Regions from separate parts of the Rattus norvegicus genome. Here region 1 is linked to region 2. A link is a contact called in public Hi-C data. All regions are on one chromosome and are shown on one strand. Each heading gives the region's core, a stretch centred on a gene start, on an enhancer-like site or on the middle of the called end of the contact. The rest is flanking DNA. Distances are from core to core; before and after follow the strand shown.

Region 1 (5,404 bases), core at 1,646-4,145, 330 kb after region 2:
AGAATATGAGGTGCTGTCCTGGAAAGGCAGAGTGGTAAGGATTGCTGTGCCATAATTTGGATGCAGGTCTTCTATGACCATCTATTTCTGGGAAAGATCAGGAGTTCATCTTATCTATCATTTCCCGTATCCTCTTCTTCAGTAACCATGGTGATACCATGGCATCGTTAGATTTTCTTCTCTATTCCCCAGTGATCTCTGATGGTTATATACAGTGATAAAACCTTTTAGTTATATTCTTTTGGAGCGAAAGTGCTGAATGCTTAACGGCTGGTGACCAATCTGGTCCCAGAAGTCAATTAAATCTGAAGTTTAAAAGCATGGAATCATTCTACCTTAGTGTTAAGACTTTGGAGCACAAATTTCTTTTAGCCTCAGTTAGCAAACCTGCTAACCAATGATGGTTAGTAACCATCTAGCCTACTAACAACACATTTTGGAAACCAAGTTTCATCCATCCCAAAGGTTCTGCCATTAATTGTGAGCATCTCACCCTCAGACTCCACTCCCTTACATAGAAAATGAGAGTGAGAGTGCTGTTACCAAGGATATTTTAGGCAGGCATGGGAATGAGTATCAAATGGGGGGAAGCATGTGGTGTGTAGAGTCATATTGCAGGAAGTGAGGCACAGAGCCATGAAGGGTTCTGGTCTTCCAAGTTAAACAAATGTCTTTTTATGCAGAGGTCTTGGATTTTGCCTAAAAGGCTCAATGATAGGCTTTACCCTACAGAATGGGGGCTCCTGCTTAGACCGACCATGTGAAACACACAGCTGACGTGTCAACTGCGTTTGTTTACTAAGGAGGGAAACCTTTTTGTCTTAGTTGCTTTTCTGTTGCTATGCTAAAATAACAGAACCAATGTAACTTATAAACGAAAGTGTTTATTTTGGGGGCTGGCAGTTTCGGAGGGTGAGTCCATAGCCATCATAGTTGGGATCAGGGCAGAAGGTAGGGCATGGAGCTAGAGCAGTAGCTAAGTGCTTACATCTTGACTCACAAGCATGAGAATGTTGTCGACACGTAAGAAACCTCAAAGCCCACTGCCAGTGACACACCTCATCCAATAAAGTCACACCTCCTAATCCTCCCTGAGATGTTTCTCCAACTGGTAACCAAGTAGATAAATATATGAGGAACCGTTGGAGGTCATTCTTTCACACCCCTGTTTTCCGGAGACTGGGACACTTGAAACCTCTTGATCAGGATGCCTCCTCTCTATTCTCAAAGTATCCGAGAGTCTGAATTACTCATTGGAAGTTAAGCAAGTGACTGGCATGATGGGATAGCCTTGGGTCTGGTTTGAGGCTAGAAAAGAAGGGTTGTTTTGCTGGCTGTGTTAGTTGAGCAGACACTTATCCCTAGACTTTCAACTTCTGTACAAAACACAGGGACAAAGGGCAGCTATTGCAGATTGTTGAAGTGGACCAAACAAGCCGTTGCTTGTATGTTTTGTAATATGTAGTAGGTGTTTTAAAGTAGGTGCATGGAATTAGAGCAAAGGGAAATGAGAGAGTAGTAGGAACCCAAAGGGCCTAGGCAGAGAGGGTAGAGCTGAGGCTAGAAGAACCACGGGGCTTGGAGAGACAAGGCATTGTCACTGTGCAAGGATCTTACCGGATTCAGTTTTAAATATTGCCAACAATTGTGATTCAGGTAGTAATGAGGTGGTGCACATGCTAACAATGTAGTCGAATAAGGCTGTTTTATTTTTTTGTGGGCTAAGGTTGACTCTTGAATTCTAATGTGTGCCCTGCTTGAAGCAGTCAGTGTGAAAGGCCAGTGGGAACAGTGTTTGCACAGCAAGAATAAACCCAGAAGATCTGTGAGTGAAAGAACAGAGTGTGGGTCTGTCCAGGGGGAAAGTGTGACAGGTTACCCTGTTGGAGAAAGGGACATAGGGTCAGTCCTGTGGGGCAATATATATTATGGGAAGGTTTTCTCGGGTTTATATAAGAAATTTGCAGACTGGAGAGATCTTCTAGGGAAGGCATGCATGGTCCAATAAGGAAGGTGCAGCCTTGAAATTTATGGCAGGCAGAGGTGTGAAGGATCTAAAGGGGGACAACGGGACTGTGTCACGCTACTCTCTGGTCCTTTGCACCTTTGAGCCTTTCCCATCTTGGCTCTCCTGTCTTCCTCACTTCACGCCTGTGACTAATCAGTGAAGAAATGATCAGATCTATTCTAGGACAGGAAACCAAAGCTAAGACTGACTTACTCAGCCAAGGTCCTAATCCCAGCCACAGCAGAGATTTGCCATGGTCCAGGTATATGGTCCCTACAACACCTACTTCTGAGGGAGCCATCCACAGTGCTGACAGCCTCTCTTTAGATGGTCCAGCAGAGGACTCCATTGCAAACCATGACTGTGGTAGCAGAAACACCCACTTCTAAGACCTGGCAGACTAAACAGAAGTGTTGCTACCTATGGGATCTCACCCACAGTAGATCCATCTGCTTCAAAGAACAGCTGATGAAGACATCCATGTGGCACCGTGGTGCTTGTGTAGAATTGTGCTGAAACCCCAGGGAACACCAAACGGTGACCCCCCAATTATAGACGCCTGAGCAGCAGGTACCAGTCTAGGTCCATGTCCTCAGATGTGCTAGAAATGCAATGATCTTTGCTTATTTCCCCAGGGGAATCTAGTTTTGATTTCAAGCTGTTGCTGGCTAGAGAGGTGATTGCATGATTTCAGCCCCTTTGGGCATTTTTGTCAGGAGATGCAGCTCAGATCCTGCGTTTTGTTGATCTCTAAGGTGCTGAGCAGAGGCATTCTGTGTTGTTATTGCCAGAGGTGATGTTCCCATCTGTGCTTCAGCCCGTGTCCTCTCCTGCCTCTGATCATGAGTCAGTCTCCTTTGGCTAGGGACAGAGAACACATGACTGGTTTTGGCCTCATTCTGCTGTAAAGGAACAGCCATTTCCAGACTCGTTCTGCTGCCTGATGACACAGTGAGACTTGGGGACTCGGTTGGCTTCCTCACAGACACATGCATCCAATGCACAGATGTCCCCTCTGCTTCCAAAGAATTCTGAGCTTTGACCTGTGGGCAATCTCACTGTCACATAGGCTATCCTGGGGCAAACAAAAGACACTCATTTTAATAAATTCTGTGTCCTTATTCCAGTCCAGGCAAACTGCTTCCTGTGGTCTCAGAGAGCCTGAAACACAGTCCATGCTCACTGCACACCACACAGGCCCTTTTGTCTTTGTAAGAGGGTCAGGCTTTTAAAGCAGAGTGCATTGTTTGTTTTTCTTCCCCCTGGGTTATCTTTCTTATCATCCAATAAGCATTGAATGTTTTACCTGCTGCTCAAATGCAGGGATAGGAACACAGGATACCAGGATATATGGAGACCAGAAAAACGAACAAGATGAAAAAAAAAAACCTCTATTGTTAAAAATTCAGCATTAGGGCTGGAGAGATGGCTCAGTAGTTAAGAGCACCGACTGCTCTTCCAGAGGTCCTGAGATGAAATCCCAGCAGCCACACGGTGGTCACAACCATCTGTAATGAGGTCTGATGTCCTCTTCTGATGTGTCTAAAGACAGCTACACTGTATTTGTATATAATAAATAAATAAATAAATATTTAAAAAATTCAGCATTAACTTTGTTCCTCATTGTGCACCCAATTTTGGCAGCATCTGCTTGGAAGTCAGAGGAGCTGGTTTGAATAATAATTGTGAGGTATTGGGCTCATCAGTTGACACACACGTATGATTCTCTCTCACCTACAAAACAGAAGCAATTATTCTTAAACGATGGCTTACTTGAGGTTTATAAAAGACAACATCAGTTATGCTATCAGCACAGTGCTGGGTATTATTCGTGTTCCTGCCTGAACAGACTTCCAGCTTCTATGGGCATTGCATTTCTCTACCTGTTAGGAAGTTTCCAGGACTTTCAGGCTGTGTTATTTCCCAGAAGTTCTCACAGGACTCAACGATGCTGTAATTATTACCAACATCATCGTCATTATAATGGTATTGATCAAATGTTCCTCAAAGACCAAATTTCATGACTTGAAACCCCAGTCTTCAAGGTGGTGGTATGTCCCCCACCATGAATCATATCACCCACCATGAATCATATTGTTACCATAGATTGTGGACTATAGCCTTGAGCTTAATATGGGGAATTCCAAGAGAGTAGACCTAGAACAAGGGATTAAATATATATTCTCTTTCTCTGCTTCCTTTCCCTCTCATTTGCTCTTCTCTTCTCCTCTCCTTTCATATCTCCTGCCTCCCTCTCCCTCTCTCGGTGAGTCTCACTGGTTTACTCTGCGGTTTGGGCATAGGGCCATATGTATGCTCTATCACCAAGTTAATCTCGGGTCCTTCACATGCCTTTATGTTGTCATACAACCCACCTCTTTATCCTGGTCAAGCCCATAGTGCTCTGACAACTCTCTCAACAGTTTTTACCTTCTCAACCTCCTGTATAGAGGAAGAACTTCCAAAGGCGGGATGGGGACATCAATTTGTCTATAAGCTGTGCAGGGATAAAAATGCAGTAGAGACTGAGGGGAAGAGCCAACCAGCTTGAGACCCAGTGCATGTGATAGCCAAGCCCAGACACTATTAATGATGCTCTGCTATACTTGTAGACAGGAGCCTGGCATAACTGTCTCTTGAGAAGCTTCATCCCAGCAGTGGATGAAAACAGATGCAGAGAAATACAGCCAAAGATCAGGAGGGGCCTCTGAGAATGTTGTGGAAGAGTGGGGAACAGAATTGAACTGGCAGGAGGGGTCAAAGACACCACACAAAGGCCTACAGTGTCAATGAACCTGGACTCAGGGGAGCTTACAGAGATTGGGCCACTAACCAAAGAGCATGCAGTGGCTGGACCTAGACCCTTTGCATATGTGTAGCATATGTCCAGCTTGGTCTTCATGTGGGCCCCTTAATAAATAGTGCAGGGGCTATTTATGACTCTGTTACCTCCTTTTGGATCACCTTCCCCTAACTGGACTGCTTGGTTGGGTCTCAGTGGGAGAGGAGGCGTTTAGTCCTGCTGGGACTGGATGGCCCAGGGTGGGGTGGTACCCAAGGGAGGCTCCCTGTTCTTTGAGGAGAAGGGGAGGGGACAGTGGAGGAGGGATTTGTGAAGGTGGGACTGGGAAGAAAGGAAGGAGGGGGGAATGTAAAGTGAATAAAAAATAAATTATTGAAGAAAAAAATAACTTAGGTTTGTCTCCCTGCTCTTTGCAGTTCACTTCCTTTACATTCCAGACTAGACACTTGGCTTGCTCTTGAATCTCATTCATTGTCCTCATCTTTCTTTCCCTCATCTGAGTGAGGGAACTCAGTGCTCTCCTGAGGGTCTCTTACTCCTGCACCTCCTTCCTACCCTTATCACCAAGATGGCTGCTTAGGTGAGCCTGTCCC
Region 2 (5,498 bases), core at 1,985-4,484:
GCAGGATCTGGGAAAGGGCGGCCAACCAGGATCACAGGGGCCGGGGGCTGCCGGAGGGGGTGTGGCTCCCCGAGTCCCCAGGCTCCCTAGGGCCCCAGCCCACCCAGTTGCCAGGCCGCCGCCTACCTCCTCCAGCAGCGTGACGGTGTTCCTGCAGTTGTGCAGCCGCGTGGTGAAGCTGGACGTGGTGGGCGAGTTGTAGTCCTCGGTGGTCTCGGCGATGAACTCGGACACGGAGATCTGGTCCGGCATCCTGCCGCGGGAGGGACGAGACACAAGCGGGGGCGGGCGTGAGTCACGGCGCAGGCTCCCGGGGCCGCCGGGCGGCTCATGAACGCCACGCGCGCAGCCCGACCCGCCGCGGCGCCCGGCCTGGCGCGCGAGGAGCGGAGCGGAGAGGAGCGGAGCGAGCGGCGCAGCGCCCTTCAAACTGCGAGCGGCGCGCGCAGGCTGCGGCCGGGGACGCGCCTCCCCGAGCGCACGCAAGGGGCGGCGGGGCGGGGCGGGACGGGGCGGGGCGGGGCGGAACGGACCGCTTGGCGGAGCTGAGGAGCGGCAAGGCCCGACTGACTGGGGAGCTCGCTCCCGCGGCGCGGCGGGCGGCGCGCCCGCGCCAGTCACGGGAACAAACACGGAAGTGCTCTGCGCACGCGCCGCGCCCGCCCCGCCCCTCTCCCCCGACACCTCCCGGCCCGCGCGCGGCCTCCACCTCGCAGCCGCCCGCGCTAGTGCTCGTGCCTGTGGGGCTCCGGAACCGCGCCCCACACACACACTCGGCCGCCCCCAGAGCGGTTACTTCAGCGAGCTGGTTACGCGAGCGTTTTTGCAAGAGAGGGACCAAAAAAAAAAAAAAAGTTGTTCGTGTTCTTTTTTAGTCCCGAGTGGGTGCAGGAAGCGAGGCCCGGAAAACCGTCTCCCTCCTGCGCGGGCCGAGGAATGGGGGCGCAGCCCTGATGCCCTCTGAACGCCAATGCTGTGCCTTGTGCAGAGGAGACAGGAAGGGTTGTTTTAAAATACTTTCATCTGTCCATGTGCAATTGGGTTTTTCCTACCCCAGAGGACCGCTGAGGATCAGGAGATGCAAAAAAAGTATTTTTCAGGTGCAAATGCTCTTCCCTGCTAAGCAGGAACTAAATTTCTTTGAGAAAAGTACCTATTCAGCCCTATCAAGATGTCTAGTGTTGTTAGTCCAAAATACCCGTTTAATTTCTCACCATTCACTGGAAGATATTGAGAACAGTACAACAAAAACCACCCTTGGGATTGGCCTATAGGAGCCGTTGAAAGCTTGTGGCTGGTTTCTGTGCAAGCTACTTTGGAAGGCGAGCACTGTGGCCCACTCAGACCTGCCTGCTTACCATCGGATATAGCTAGAGGTTGTGTTCACTGGCTTTTCTGTCCACGTGTGGCTCGGGGACCCACTGTAAGGACTTGTCTTTCATGGGGAACCGCAGGAAGGGGAAGATTGCATGTCAAAAGGAAATAGTTCGCCCCATAAACTGACAAGTTCTGAGATGAGGGATGTCAGCAAAGGCAACATTCCCGCTGTCTTGGAATTTGCTCTGCAGCAGAGGATCAAACCAATAGGCAATACAGAGAAGTAGGAGATATATGTATGAAAATGACAGAGCCATACATAAACCATGCTCAGAGAAGGTTCCGCCAAAATGAGCAGAAAAGAATGAATAAACCGCTTGGTACCCTCTTGGCTGAGAATCTTGGGCTGCCAATTGCCTCCCATGCAAGTAAAGACAGGGACACTCACTCAGGAGACTGAGTAAACGTTCATTGAGGGGGGGTTGCTTCCTGCATAGGAAAAATGGTTTAAAATGTGTGCTGTTTATCGCCCTGGCCTGGCCGAGTTGGGTCTGCACTGTGCATCTGTTGAAGTTCTTACCAGTGCTTTCTAATGCAGGGAAGTGTTTCAGCCTGCTAAATAAAGGAACTTGCTAAGGGAATGAGCACAAAGAGACACTTCCCTGGCAAAGTGTGAGAAAATGACCCTTAGAGACATTCCTATTAAAAACCAGCGAATAAAGAGGTAAACATAAAACAAGAGTACTTTCTTCCCTCAGAATTTTAAAAGTTTGCTTTGGGATACCTGGAGGGTGAAGCTCTCAGGGAGAAAATAGGCAGGAGGAGATTGGCAGCTGACCATCCAGGCCTGCAGGGACACTGGTTGCCATGGTTGCAAAATGTAGCTTTTGAGGTATGAACAACCCAGAAGGGAATCCAACCTCACTTCTCACAGCATCTAGAAAATTCTCTAAGTTGGAACAAATATGACCCTTATTAGCTTGGACTAATTAAGCTCCCTGAGCCTTGGTAATCTCATGCTCTCCCATAAAGTACCAAGAGCAAACCAGTAAACACTGGGACTTTCCTCCAAAAGCCAGTCTGGGTTTTGGTATTGGCAAGTACAGTATCTCTCCTCTCCCCCTTCCCCCAACCTTCAGAGCTGTCATCTAGTACCTGCCCCTTCTACTGGGCTGGTAACACTCCTCTGAATGGGTCATAAGTAGTAAATATGAATGAACTGTTGTTCAGAGCCTAGACTTAGTGAAAAAGTGTGTCTGTTTCCAGAGGCCCTGGATTCCAGAGCCTTCTCTAATACAGATACCTTGGGTTTGGGCGACATGACTTAAAATAAGAGGGTAGGTATGTCAAAAATGACCACACAGAGCCCTGCCAGCGGGAGCTGATTTCTGCGTACACCTGGCTCTGAAGATGAAAAGGTAAAGAGTATTACAGCAAGCTAAGCTCAGCAATAGTAAACAGCCAGGGATTTCTCTCCTGACTGAATTCACCAGAGAGCGCAAACCACCACCATCCAATGCTGTTTCAGTTTCCTCCGAAGATTATGTTATGTACCTGCTCCTCCCCTGCCTCCTCCAGCCAAGAGAGGAATATATGAACAATGCGATATTGTGCTCTGGTAAGTATATCCCTCCTTAGACTGCTCTGCAATTAGAATTTCAAAGCTTCGCACCTCAACCCACCATTTCTGGGGTTCATGGACCATAATCCTCTTTAAATTTGAGACCATGCCCTAGTGCAAACCATCTGTACCTCCCGTTCTCTCAAATACCCTGAACACCATTCCTGGATATCTAAAAGCAAATAGAGTCTGGCGTGGGCAAAGCTGAAAGGCTGGGTTTCTTTACAGGGAGCTACCCAGAAATACACACTTATCCTCTCCAAAGCCAGAAAAAACACGTGCACATAGACTCGAGCTTCTGTGAACTCAGCTTATATAAAGCAAGCACCATCCACACTGTCGTCATTATAATCCCCCTCAAAGACTGTTTATTACCCCAGGCCTCTCATTCTGCTAAGCACTGCTCCCAGCGGCAAGAGAGTCGTCCTGCAAGGGTGCTTTGTGTCCTTGAATTGAAGCACCAAGAGGTACAAGCTTGTTCTGGACAGCATTAGCAGGGCTGACCACTGTCACCTGGGAATTGACTCTGAGTCATATTTCCACTCACAAGCTTCACTCTCCCATCTACTATGGAACCAAAGGAGCTCGCTTGCAGGATGACTGACAGCGGTCCAAACTGGGAGAACTGGAGGTGGGTAGTCAAAGGTGCTCTCGAAGCCTGGAAACCCATTGCTACTCTGAGCCACAGCGTTAGCCAGCCACTGCACTCATCAAATCCCTTGTGGGACCAGCAAAGGAAAAATGCTTCAAGTTTCTGGAACTTGAGTTTCTCCACTCTGCCCCTGGCCTTGTTTTCTCGTGTGTAAAATCAGGGCAATCAGATTGTTAGTAGAAATGAGAAAAGATGCAGGTAAAGATGTTGACACAGAGTTTATTCTCTTTGAACGTCTCTTGTATGAAGCAGGACTATAAATGCATCTCCGTTCATTCCGCAACTCAGATATCTCTAAATTAGTTACCTGGAGGATGGGAGGAGGTAAGAGGGAGGAACGACTACACTCCCAGAATCTGGAATCCCGGATGTGGGAAGAAGTAGTCTTTGGAAGATTTGCTTATTCTTGTAAGAGGCCAGACTTCCTAGTGATCAGTCTAGATTTTGGAAGTTAAGTGAACAAGAAGGTCAAAGAGGATCAATTCCAGTCAGGATGGGAAACAATCATTGAGGGCCACCATGAGATGGCCCAGAGAGTTAAGTCCTTGCCACCAACTCTTGACAGCTTGGATTCAATCTGTGGAACCCACGGTAGGGGTAGAGAACAGCACTCTCAAATTGTCCTCTGACCGCGCACATACACAGCCACATATGTATCTAGACATACAGAAACACACAAATAATTTCTTAGAACCAAAGGTCAAACTAAAGAAGGATGTTTTAAGCCAGACAACTTCTAGGGGATATAACAAAGAATTCCATTCTCAGGAAGGAGCAATGATTTATGAGTGACTTTCAAATGTGAATGACTTGGGCTCATATCTCTGCCACACATCAGCTATCAGACCTTATTAAAGTGATTCACTTCTCTGAGTCTTGGTTTCCATAACTGTAAACACAGAAATGGGACACACACACACACACACACACACACACACACACACACACACACACACACAACCTGTATGTGGAGATAGAAATTCTGGTATTTCTAGCTTGTGTTCCCTTTTTGAACCCTTTTGGCAACTTCATATGCAAGTTTTAATTATCCAAAGTTTACCATGGAGAAAACCAAGACTGGAGTAAAGGTCAGGACCCTACTACTTAAGCACCCATCCCTAGCCAGGCACTGCACTAGTGCTCTGCATGTAGTGACTAAAACCTTCACTTAGTCCTAAGGAGCAGCCACAGTAACAGGAGCAGAAAAACAATGAAATCAAACTACAAGATTTTACTCTTGAGCCTTGTGGGCCTGCAAAATTGGTCTCTTTTACTGTATGGCCTTAGATAGTGATGCTATCCTGGATGCACTATTCCATCACAGGTACCTGAGGAAACCTTACGCAGTTCACTTGTTAACTCAGATCTGTTTTCTATCAGCTTAAAGAAATACTGCAGGGAGGGAAAGTCCTCCCCAGGCAACAGTGATGTGTCTAACTACGTGTGTTATTCTATTAGGCTCATGTTACCATATTCTCCCTGAAAGAAAGGCGGTTTTCTTCGCGTTCTTTCTACAAGTGTTTCCCAAGTGCACTTGTACAATTTCATGTAATATATTTCTAAAGCCTGTTCTATTTCTGATTGTGCTTAACTTAATTTAAACATGTCACATAAAACCGCTAGAGTGTTCTCAGCAAGAGCAGAACATGGTTTGTTTGGAGACAAAAAAAACCCTTCTATTCTACCTTTCTGTTTCCTACTGTTCTCTCTAAAGGTGTTAGGAGAGAAAAAGCATGCAGAATACTCAGAACCCAAAGCTCAAAGCATGAGTATCAAGTGAATGAACGGAGGACTAGATTTCTGTCTTGCAAAAGAGGGCTTATGATCAACAACTACAATCCCACCGTGCACCTTGGGTTGCAGTCAGGATCCCATTTAACTTGGCAATTATGTACAGTGGGCAGAGGC

Evidence for each region. Hi-C and Micro-C count contacts between places; a contact is called where the count stands out from the background.
Region 1: a Hi-C map of Schwann cells shows a contact between it and region 2, with 5 times the contacts expected there. The contact joins two enhancer-like sites. A contact is called at or near these places in 3 of 12 Hi-C or Micro-C datasets (Schwann cells, frontal cortex and mammary epithelial cells) and 1 of 1 datasets of contacts at active chromatin or transcription factors (oligodendrocytes).

The regions. Positions count from the first base shown.
Region 1 is chr7:98,240,511-98,245,914 of GRCr8, forward strand. No RefSeq gene overlaps it. Among named protein-coding and RNA genes, the nearest start is that of Asap1, 260 kb to the left of the region's middle. Within about 2 kb of position 2,896, at least 8 of the 93 cell types and tissues checked have an H3K27ac peak or open chromatin away from gene starts, as enhancers often do.
Region 2 is chr7:97,909,772-97,915,269 of GRCr8, forward strand. It overlaps Asap1 (ArfGAP with SH3 domain, ankyrin repeat and PH domain 1), which reads right to left. Exons shown (of 30, transcript NM_001044245.2): 3 at 127-253. Among named protein-coding and RNA genes, the nearest start is that of Asap1, 69 kb to the right of the region's middle. Within about 2 kb of position 3,235, at least 3 of the 93 cell types and tissues checked have an H3K27ac peak or open chromatin away from gene starts, as enhancers often do.